Regions from separate parts of the Mus musculus genome. Here region 1 is linked to region 2. A link is a contact called in public Hi-C data. All regions are on one chromosome and are shown on one strand. The core of a region is the stretch at or near the end of the contact, and the rest is flanking DNA. Distances in the headings are between cores, read along the strand shown. Region 1 holds the start of Cdh13 (cadherin 13). Region 2 has its middle 44 kb from the start of Gm25200.

The links. Hi-C and Micro-C count contacts between places; a contact is called where the count stands out from the background.
Region 1: a contact with region 2 is called in a Hi-C map of cortical neurons, with 2.2 times the contacts expected there. The contact joins the promoter of Cdh13 here to the enhancer-like site in region 2. A contact is called at or near these places in 5 of 39 promoter capture datasets (the 3T3-L1 cell line, 3T3-L1-derived adipocytes, cranial neural crest and 1 more), 12 of 484 Hi-C or Micro-C datasets (the HL-1 cell line, cerebral cortex, cortical neurons and 7 more) and 1 of 115 datasets of contacts at active chromatin or transcription factors (neural progenitor cells).

What each region holds. Positions count from the first base shown.
Region 1 is chr8:118,281,637-118,286,713 of GRCm38.p6, reverse strand. It overlaps Cdh13 (cadherin 13), which reads right to left and starts at 3,103. Exons shown (of 14, transcript NM_019707.5): 1 at 2,816-3,103. The coding sequence starts at 2,860. All of the region lies in intron 2 of Gm51555 (a long non-coding RNA gene), which reads left to right.
Region 2 is chr8:118,162,465-118,168,112 of GRCm38.p6, reverse strand. It overlaps a transcript of Cdh13 not described here. Among named protein-coding and RNA genes, the nearest start is that of Gm25200, 44 kb to the right of the region's middle. Within about 2 kb of position 1,887, at least 5 of the 459 cell types and tissues checked have an H3K27ac peak or open chromatin away from gene starts, as enhancers often do. A contact at or near this core is called in cortical neurons, where this site is marked.

The DNA.
Region 1 (5,077 bases), core at 1,854-4,353, 120 kb before region 2:
GAGTGGGCAATCCCTACCACAGTGGAATTTCTAACTCACACTTCTGCTCCTTTGGGTCAGTGGCCAAATTCCAGCTGCTGCTTCCGGGACAGGTTTTCCCAGAACACCCGGGGTGGGGGTGAGAAAAAAGGTCTTCTAGTCCTTATTGTTTAGAACCGCGCCCCCCCCCCCCAGCCCACCTCACCCCCAATGCATGCAAATGTGGAAGGTGGCAAGTCTGCCAATGAGCAGCCAGAGACTGATAGCTTCCAAGCTGGGCCCAGTGCCTGCTTTATGTTTGACTGCATGGAAAAACACACACAGGCTTGCCCTAGCTCTGCAGGGCAGTGAGTAATTCACTTTTTCACATTGTTTTTGTCATTCCTCTGTTTCCTTTCTGCCTCAGGAAAGTTTGGGTTGGGCTTGTTGACTCAAAGGCACTGAGACACCCCACCACCACCACCACACACACACATATGTTCATTTTTCTTGGAGGCACAAAGACCCAAGCCTCCAACCCCCTGCGTTTAAGCCTGTTGTTGGTGAACTCCGCTGCACCTTGCATGGGGTGGAGACTATTTCCCCTCCAGGTGCTTCAGCCCAGAGAACAGCAGTCACTATCTTCATGCAGATGAGCGCTCTGATTATGCAAGACAATCAAAGTGAGAGCTAAAACCCCCCAGGGCTGGCCATTTATTTACAGTTCAGAAGCAACTGAGTGGGCTTTTAAAGCCACCTTTGCCAGCCGGCCCTGCGGGAGAAGAAGACACCCCTGTTGCTCTGCAGAGGTGCCCCATAGGAAGCCCCTAGGCCCCTGGCAGGCTCCCCGGAGCTCCCCCACCTCCACCCCCAGTCTGCTGTGCCCATAGATAAGCATCAGTTTGCATGAGCCCTGGAACCTAATACATACTAAGACAGGAGAACTAGAAAAGTCCCGGGTAAGGCAGGAGTCCATGCCCCAGATGCCAACCGCTCCCAGAGAGGCGGGACTTGTGAAATCCACTGCCTAGGGCTGCCTGTTGCACGCTGCCTTGTTCACCCAGCAGGTCCAGGGTTGATGATGGTAATAGATTCTTCTACTGTGGAGAGCCTGAAAGCTCAGCTTTGCCCATGGTGGGTCTACTAGCATTAGAGGACAGGAAGGATCTGTCTGGATCTTTCTACCCAGGTGTGCTCTGCCCCACCTTGCGAAATTAGGAGGCACACAACCTTCTCTGCCTTAGGGATAGTTAGAGCCCTGGAGAGGTGGGGAGCTGCTTCCAAAGCAACGATGGGATCCATAGCAGGGCCCTAGAGAATCAGCTAGAAAACCTCTAATAGAAAAGAGCAACAACTGTGTGTGCCCCAGGACTGTGTGTCCACTGACAGAGATGTCAGAACTCAGGACAGGAGAGCCTGCCCAGCAGAAAGCATCTTACTACTCTGTCACCCAGGGTCCTGGCAGGGTCACACACTCACACACACACCCTTGGGTCATTTCTATGGTCATTGCATTTCTGGGGTGCCAGCTCCTCTCCAGCAGCCATCTCCCCTTAGAAGGCTTCCTACCGAACCCTGACTTCATCTCCAGTTTCCCACTTCATGTACAACCCCGTGCCTCTTCCACTGGAACCCAAGAATCCTGCCCAGAAAACTCAACACCCATGCCTCAGGCATTCCCGCACCCCCCCCCCCCATTCTCTCTGCATGGCCCTGCACTTCTGCAACTACCCACTTGTAGACTGCCAGTTCTAGTTCCCAGAGGCTGCCTAAAAGGACAAGGAGGGACCGAGCCAGTATGCCAGCATGCTTCCTGGAGCTTCAGTCCTTAGAGGAGGACTGGGCGTGCCTCCTCAGCCTCCAGTGCCTCTGGCCTGTCCCCTAAGTGTTGCTTTCCTACACCCAAACTTCCAGGGATCTCCGAGCTTCAGCCGGGCTGAGGAGAGCCCCAACATGCCTCTCCTGCTCTCCCAACCTTGCCCTGGCACCGCAAGGATCTGGAGGGTTATCTGCCAGGCAGCTGCAGCCTGGTGAGGAGGCTTGAACTTTTCCTTGTGCTCAGCGCCACCCGCCCGCCCGGGGAAGACAACAGAGGCTGCAGCCTGGGCTCGGGCAGGAGCTCCAGCTGTCTGGACAATGGGGGCCCAAGGGGCTGGGGGTAGTGGGCCTGCGCTATGCAGAGGAGACCGGGGATCGTGCTCAGGCCCCTTTCAGCCCGGAGCTGGAGAGCCGGAAGACCCCAAAGCCGGAGCGGCGGGCGCCTTGCTTTGAAAGACAGCAGCAGCCGGGCTGCGGAGATCCGCTGGCGGGAGGCGCCTTGCAGCTCGCCAGCCGAGCTGGGCGAAGAGAGGACGAGCGCCCCGGGAAGTCAGTGATGCCAGCTCCGGCCTCTCCCAGCCCGGCTGCCGGCTGAACCGAATGGCTCTTCCCGCCCCCCCTCCTCCCGGCTAAGGCACTGGGCTACGGGGCAAGCACAATCCCTAGGAGTCGCCTCGAAAGGAGTGTGTATCCGATGCACGAACCTCGGGAGGAGGCGAACCAAAGTTACCCTACTTGATGTCAGCCAGGATGTCGCTTTGCTTGCAAAAAGGCTCTGTCTTCCCTAGAATGAGCTTACACGCGCACACACACACACACACACACACACACACACACACACACACTAGCCGGCAAGAGGAGCCAGGCTCCTCTAGGATCGGAGCTGAGGGTGACCTCGCATCTGAGCTAGCCGGGTATATCTGCACGGCGGCTAGCAGAAGCCCCGCGTCCCTCCGATTGCTTCTGGCCATCACCAAGCAGGGCGATCTGAATGCAGAAAGCTGGTGGGAGCGCGCTGACTGCGGCTCACATTCCCTACCTGGGACAGCAGGACGCACAGGGTGAGCGGAGTTCTCGGCTGCATCTTGCCCGACTAGAAGAAGCGCCTGGCGGCGTTTGCATTCACACACGCGGCTGCACTGAGCATATTTTCCGTGGGAGCCAGCCTTTGAGGAGAGGCTCTGCCTCGCCAGCCAGCCAACTTCCCAAATAGATCAGCGGCAGCATCGCGAAAGCATTGGGTAGCGGCTGATGACCAGGACCAATGGCTTTACAAGACGGATTCCTTCATAACGCTCCCTCGTTTTGCATGGCAGATAGGGGCGAGCACCTCGCAGGGAGAGCCCCCTCCGAGCAAGGAGGCGGCACGTTGGCTTTTTTTTTTTTTTTTTTTTTGACTCCTGGTGCCCAGCCTCACAAATCAGGCTGGGCAATGCCAACTGATTCCACTTTCCCTAGGAACTGGAATTGCACCCGGGACCGGCAGCCACTTCTAACACATTGCGAAAAAAGATTCTCTTTATTAAAATGTTAATAAGATCCACTTTATTCCCAATAAATCACATAAAATGACCCCCGCAGCCGCAGCCCTCTATGCCCTAAGAGTCTTGCTGGTAGATTTCTTTGGCTTTGTTTTTCGTTCGCCCTCTCCCCCTCACCCCCCCCCCGCCCCCATCGGCCCCCAAAGTGGCTCAGCCACCGGTGGTGTTTGGTGTTTTTCTGCCATCACCACAAATCACAGAGTGGACAGATCAATTCTAGCTTGCAGGAAAAATCCATCAAGGAGCAATAGATTTTATTAACTGCTCAGGTGAGGGTGGGACTGGCCGACACTCCACAAGCGTGAACCAAAGCCAGAGTGAGTCATGGCTTGAGAAAATTCTGTTTTTCCCCCTTTGGATGTGACCTTTCAGAGTCCCTGAGCTATTCCCAAGGGCTCGAAACAGTGCTAGCCATGGCTCAAGGAGTCCTAGAGTTGGGGAGTGTTGGAGATTAGAGAAACAGGGACACATAAGGCGGTTCTTCCCTCGAAGAGATCTAAAGCTAAGGCAGGAAAGTCCTTATTTTCGTGCAGCTTTCTTCCTGAGAGGACTTATGGGTTTTACAATAAAAGGCATTTATCCATCTGAGATAGAAAACTTGGACCGCAAAAAAAGTTTATAAAACTAAAACGCTAACTTCCAACTACAACCGAGTTGCTGTGATTTGGACAAATGAGCTTCCTAGTAGCCAAAGCAATATGAAAAAGAAAATGAATGCCATTTTTGTTGTAGAAAATGTGTATAAGTAGCCGGGCAGTGGTGGCGCATGCCTTTAATCCCAGCACTTGGGAGGCAGAGGCAGGCAGATTTTTGAGTTCCAGGCCAGCCTGGTCTACAGAGTGAGTTCCAGGACCGCCATGACTACACAGAGAAACCCTGACTCAAAAAAACCAAACCAAACCAAACCAAACAAAACAAAAACAAAAACAAAAAAACAAAAAAAAAAAATATATAAATGAAAAAAAAGAAAGAAAGTAAAGAAAATGTGTATAAGTTACATTCAATACTGGTATCAATATATCACGTGGCATCTGTCACAGCGAGACACTGAGCAATAGGCCAGTGGGTTTGGGAAATATTTCAACTGCCAGCACAGGGCCTGGGATGATGAGACAGTGATTGGTATGTATCAAAGAGCAGATAGCTAAGTCAATCAAGAACTAGCAGACGGTAAGGAGGACCCTAGAGTCTGGAACTGAACTAGCCTGCTGACACCCCAGCTCTTTATTCAGAGCAAGTTGCCCAGACTTTGAGTCTCCATTTGTCTCCTGGCTAAAACTCCTAAGGTCACACTGCGGATTCAGCGGCACCTCGTTGAATGAGCACCTCACCCACTCAAACTGACATGCTTTCTAAAATTCCTCCCTTGTCTGCGCCTTGGCCATAAGGTCACTGCATGTGATTCTCCCCCACCCCCACCCCCCAAGGGCCTTCGTGACAATGCTTTCATGTCTGGTGCTTGGTTGTTTTAGCCAACTACACACATTACAGATAGCAATGCCATCCGGAGAGCCCACAGACGATATTGAGGAAACCACTGCCTCATCCGTTCTCATCTGATCGCCTAAATAGCGCCACCTGCCCTGAGAATTTCATAAACATGTCCTGTAGTAGATGGCATTCCATAAAGAGGACAGTGTGAGAGCCATGTGTACAGAAATCCGTCCCCCACATTGCTGCTCAGAGATAGCAGACAAGCTTGGAGTCTACAGAGATCCAAATAAGGATATCTGAAATCTCTCTATTAGTCTCTATTCCAG
Region 2 (5,648 bases), core at 638-3,137:
TCCATGTCAATCACTGTCGGGGTTTCTCTTCTGCTTCTTTAATACAACGCTTTGACCAACATCATCTCAGAGAAGAAAGGGCTTTTCACCTCACACTTCTGGAAGGTGGAGAGAGGATTCGGGAACATGGGAACTGAAGCAGAGAGCGTGGAGGAATACTGCTATCACACTGCTCTCCAGCTCATATCCAGCTACCTTTCTTAAGCATCCCATAGGGTTGTCATCACCAGCCTAGGGGATGATACCACCCAAAGTGGGATGAGCCTTCTTTCATCAATTAGGAATCACTAAAGTGACCCCAGACATGCCTACAGGCCAATCTGATAGAAGCAATTCTTCAACTAGGTTCTCTCTTCCCAGGTATGTCAATCTGACAGAGCCCAGATGAGCCACCACAACTGCCTTGGGCATGACTTCAGAGCTCTCTGCACAAAAACACTGCCGTTCAGAAGTTGTAGTTATTTCAGCTGCATTTTGGGTGGTAAGCTTTGCATGCCCCAGTGCAATTGTGAATTGAGTCATTTGTAGGTGACTTGGGGACAGAAATCATTTTTCAGATTTCAAGGGTAGGTCATTTAAATCCAGCTCATCATGTTTGGGGACCTCCATTATTTTCCTTACGGCCACAGTCTTACTGTCCACCATTCTATAGTCAAGTCCTCCCATGGCTAGGGATGGAATTCCTATGTGATCTCAAATGTAGATCCCAGGGGGATAGAACTACTCTCTTCCTTTAGTTACTACTTACATGTGTGCAAATCTTTCCTTAAGCCTGCCATGACTCTGTCCACCCAGAGAAAATGGATGCTAATAGTAGCCATGGCCATAGCACTGTACAAGCCCTTCATTCTTCTCTGAACATTGCCATGAAGACATTCTTGCTCATTCTTAGATGGCATCAGTGTCTAGCCCTGAGATCCTCTCTGCAGGACAGCTTTTGTAGCAGCCTGATGTGGTGATAATTTTCAGGGAACCTCCCTTCAGTCCCCATGCCCTTGGCCATGGACCTTGGCAGGGCCCTCTCACTCTGGCTAGGTCTCAGCCTTCTTTATGGCACCCTAACACTGCGCTCAGCTCTGAGTGTACTTTGACTTGTAGATCTGAGCGAATGCAATGTAAGCTACGGTCCTTCTGCACCCGTTCATGCACATTTCTCCACTAGGCCTCTAAAATGTATCACGGTCACTGGATGAGGCCAGTTTTGATCACCTGAAAATCATAGTGCCTTCAGATAGATGAACAAATGTGGAACAGATGAGCAGAGCCAATTAGTGAAACTGCAGTTGACCCTGGAATTACAGGATGCTCTGAGCCCTTGAAGTTCAAGCAACATAAGCCCACACTCCTGGGCTAACCAAATGTTATGGCCATATGCTAGTGATGCTTCACAATGGCATGGCACAGTCCACAAACCTGCCAGGACTGAGTCCAGAAGGAAGCAGCTGAGGAGTCCTTTGCCTGTGCCTACCAAGCACGCTTTGATTAAGCCTCAGGTTGTAAAGAAAGTGCTAAGGAACACTTGTGGCCCCATCCAAATGGCTGACCCGGAGGTCAAGTATACTATGACCGCAATCCAAGAGGAATCGAAGCTTCATGATTTTCTTGAACATAAAAAATTATCCAATTCCACAAACAGACACAATTACTAGCCTCAGAGACAACGCTCAACTTGACACCAATTCACTCCAAATGGATGGCTTGTCTCCTCTCTGTCACCCAGAGCAATTTTACCATCACAAGCTTGCTTTTGAAACATGAAATCTTGGGAGAATTACAACTTTCTCTGTAGCTTTGATGTTTTTTTCCCCTTTTTGCAGAGAGCTATTTTAAATACCCCCCCCCCCAAACATGTGTGGGAGTGCCAATCGGCCACATTTAATTGGCCAGATTGCTAGCCTCAGAGATGCAGCGCTCTTCAGAAAATTAAACATAGCCATGATTGTTACTTTGCTCTGTTATTGTGGCTACAGAATGGCAAACCAATCTGTTGGAACTGAAGAAATCCAGCCACTCAATTATCAGTCAGGTTTACATAGCTAAATACCCCCAAACAGGTTTTGATTTTGTTTTTGTTTTTGTTTTTTCACTTAGCAGAGGTGAAATTTGAAGCTATTGCTAGCTGGCCACAGTGCATGGCCAGGATCCAAGGTCTCCCTTGATGCTTGTCAGTTTCTTGGGCAAGGGTTAATGCTGTAAAGACAGACTGACCATCCATCACATACTCATATATTCACTTGGCCTCACATGTTTATCAAACATCTCTGTGGGGTGCTTCAGAGAAAGAGAGTGTAGAAACAAAGTGTCCCACAACTAAGAAGTCAGTGAGACTGGAGAGGATGCCAGGAACAATCAGAACATCCTCCTGGTCCCCATTGGGGACATTTGTCAATATATCTAGATACTTTTGATATCTGATAGGTTAGGTACTCCTGGAATCTAGTGATCATAGGTTAGGTGTACTGTTACATCATCTATAAGAACATGGCAACTGCCACAACAGAGGATTATCTGGTCTTGGCTATGAGTTGTATAAATGCTGAAATCCCAAATATTGAATTCATTTCTTTAAGAGCAAAGACTCCTACCCATTGGTTCTGTCTTACCCATTCCTGATTTCTGCTTCAGTACAGAACAGAGCACAGGCAGGAAGGTATCCTATAAATGATGGATGCATGGATGGATGGATGGATGGATGGATGGATGGATGGATGGATGGATAGATGGATGGATGGGTAGATAAATGAGTGAGTAGGTAGATGGATGGATGGACAAATAGGTAGGTAAGTAGATGGGTATGTGAGTGGATGATGGATGGGTGGATGGATGGATGGATAGATAGACAGATGGATGGACGGACGGATGGATGGATGGGTGGGTTAATGGGTATATAAATGGGTGAGTGGGTTGATGGATGGACGGATGAATAGATATGTGGGTAAATAGATAGGTACATGAGTGGATGGATGGATATGGATAGATGGGTGGGTGGATGGGTGGATGTATGGACAGATCAGTAGATGAATGAGTGGTGAATGATAGATGAATGGATGGATGAGTGACTAGATTGGTGGATGGGTAAGTGGATGAGTAGAAAGGTGGGGGTATGCATGGGTAGGTAAATGAGTAAATGAGTGGGTGAGTGCATGAATGAGTAAATGGTGGGTGAGTGCATCTATAAATTTGTGAATGAATGGATAAAGAGGTATGTGAGTGGGTGGATGGACAGATAAATGAGTGGGCAGGTAGGTGATAGTGGATTCTTTGATGGATTGATGAATGTGAGAAGATGGATGTATGGGTGAGTGCAGAGCCATGTGAATGAATGGATGGGTGAGTAGGTGATGAGGATGGATAGAAGAATCTGTGGGCGGATGGCTCGGTGAACCGATAACTTAGTGGGTGGGTAGGTCTATGAGTGAGTGGATGAATGTATAAATGGATAAGTGGATGGGTGAATGATGGATGGAGGAATGGGTAGATGGATTAATGGGTGGGAAATAGTGGATGATGAGTGGATGAAGGGTTCCCACACTAGTAGATGATCCCAATCAATACACACAATAGATACAGTTTTTCAGGATATCAGAAACTTGTGGTTATAATATCCTCTAGAGTTTATGTGGCTCCAAGGAAAAGAAATACCTGGTAATGTTGGCATGCCTCCACAGGTAATGAGATCACTGATAAATCTCACGACCCAATGCTTTCTTAGCCTCTTTCTTAGCTCTTCTTCTAACTCCAATAAGATGTACCGGGCTCTTTCTGCAAACCTTCCCAGCCAAAATGAAGATAATCTGTCTTCTTTTATTTCTTAACCACTGGAAATGAGAGTAAATTCGTCATATCTCACATTCTGTAGATTCATTTAGTCAATTATTCTACTTTGGGTCTGAACTCATCCCTTGTAATGTACAATCTGTTTTAGATGTTAATTTTTAATGGTGTGATTTTGGCTTGTCCTTCAAATGAGTTGAGTAGAAACACTGATTTATTTTTATCCCTTTCATCAATGCCAGAGAACAGAATAAATTACTCAGGAATATGTTCCCTTGTCTTTGCTTTCCCCTCCCATAAGAGATTATGAAGATGAATGTCCAAGGATCGCTCTCTCTAGAAGCCTGGCTGTGCAGACCAGCTACAAACAGGTACCATGTGGGTATCATATCAGGAAATACTTTAAGGCCAGCAGGATCCTTCCCTGCTTTTTAGGAAGTAACAGTTCAGAGAGACTCTAAACTGCAGTGTTGGCATGTACACTGGGCACCTAGAAGCTAAAGCAAAATGATGTATTTAGTCATGATTTCAGTCAAAATACCTGCCTTGACTGGCTTGGTGGAGAAAGGACTTATCTTGACTTCTGGCCTCAGAGGTTCCTACCCTTTTACCCATCCATCTATCCACTCATCCACCAATCCATCTACTCATGTACCTATCTACTTACCTGTCCATGTATGCATCCATCCATCAATCTATCTATCCATCCACCATCCACTTTATCTCCTCACCTACCAACTTATACACCCATTCACCCACCCATCAAGGTAGGGAGAATGTGGTAAAATGAAGCAATTCATATCAAGTTAGAAAAAAAGAAAGGTGAAGAACAGAGAGGGTCCAGGACAGGAAACCACACCTGGGGATATGCCCTGGGGAACCTCCCTTCTCTAGGTATGTTTCTCTTCTAAAGTTCCCAAAGCTCCCAAAATAGCATGAGCAGGTGAGATCCAACCCTTCTGTGCTTGTACCATTCAGGGGAACACTTCTTCCAAATCATGACAGAAGCTGAAAACCAATGGCATGTAAAATATGGTCCTGAGAACAGACACCAGGCCTTAGGACTGGGTGTCCAACTTGTGGCCAGTAGGTCACACATGGCCCAGGATAGTTATGAATGCAGCCCAACACAACAATTATACACTTACTGTGGTGGGTTGAATATACTTGACCCAGGAAGTGGCACTATGAGGAGGTGAGGCCTTGTTAGGGTAGGTGTAGCTTTGTTGGAGGAAGTATGTCATTGTGGGAGTGGGCTTTAAGACGCTCCTTCTAGCTCCTTGTTAACAGTCTGCCCCTGGCTTCCCTTTGATGAAGATGTAGAACTCTCAGCTCCTCCTGTACCATGCCTGCCTGGATGCTGCCATGTTCCCACCATGATGATAATGAACCGAACCTCTGAACCTGTGAGCCAGCCTCAATTAAATGGTGTCCTTATAAGAGTTGCCTTGGTCATGGTGTCTCTTCACAGCAATGGAAACTCAAACCAAGACACTTAAGACATTGAGTATTTTGTTTTCTTTCTTTTCTTCTTTCCTTTCTTTCATCCTTCCTTTTTTTCTTTCTCTACTTCTTTCTTCCTTTTTTAATCTTCACCTGTAACGCAACTGCATGATTCTGAAGCTTGAACAGTGTGGGTGACAACAGCATCATGTCATAGCATCACAACAAAATAAATGCTGTGTGTCAGACACCCTTGCCTTAGATGAATGCACTTCTCTGATCCTTCTTAAATTTGGATCCTCATTAAAAATCACCCAAGGAGCATCACATGTTTGAGGCAACTTTGGAAAGCCTCTCCTCCTGAACGCTCAAATGAGCTGTGTGTGTTTTGCTAACTAGGTCTATCCAGCCGAGCTCAGCTGTCCAATCGC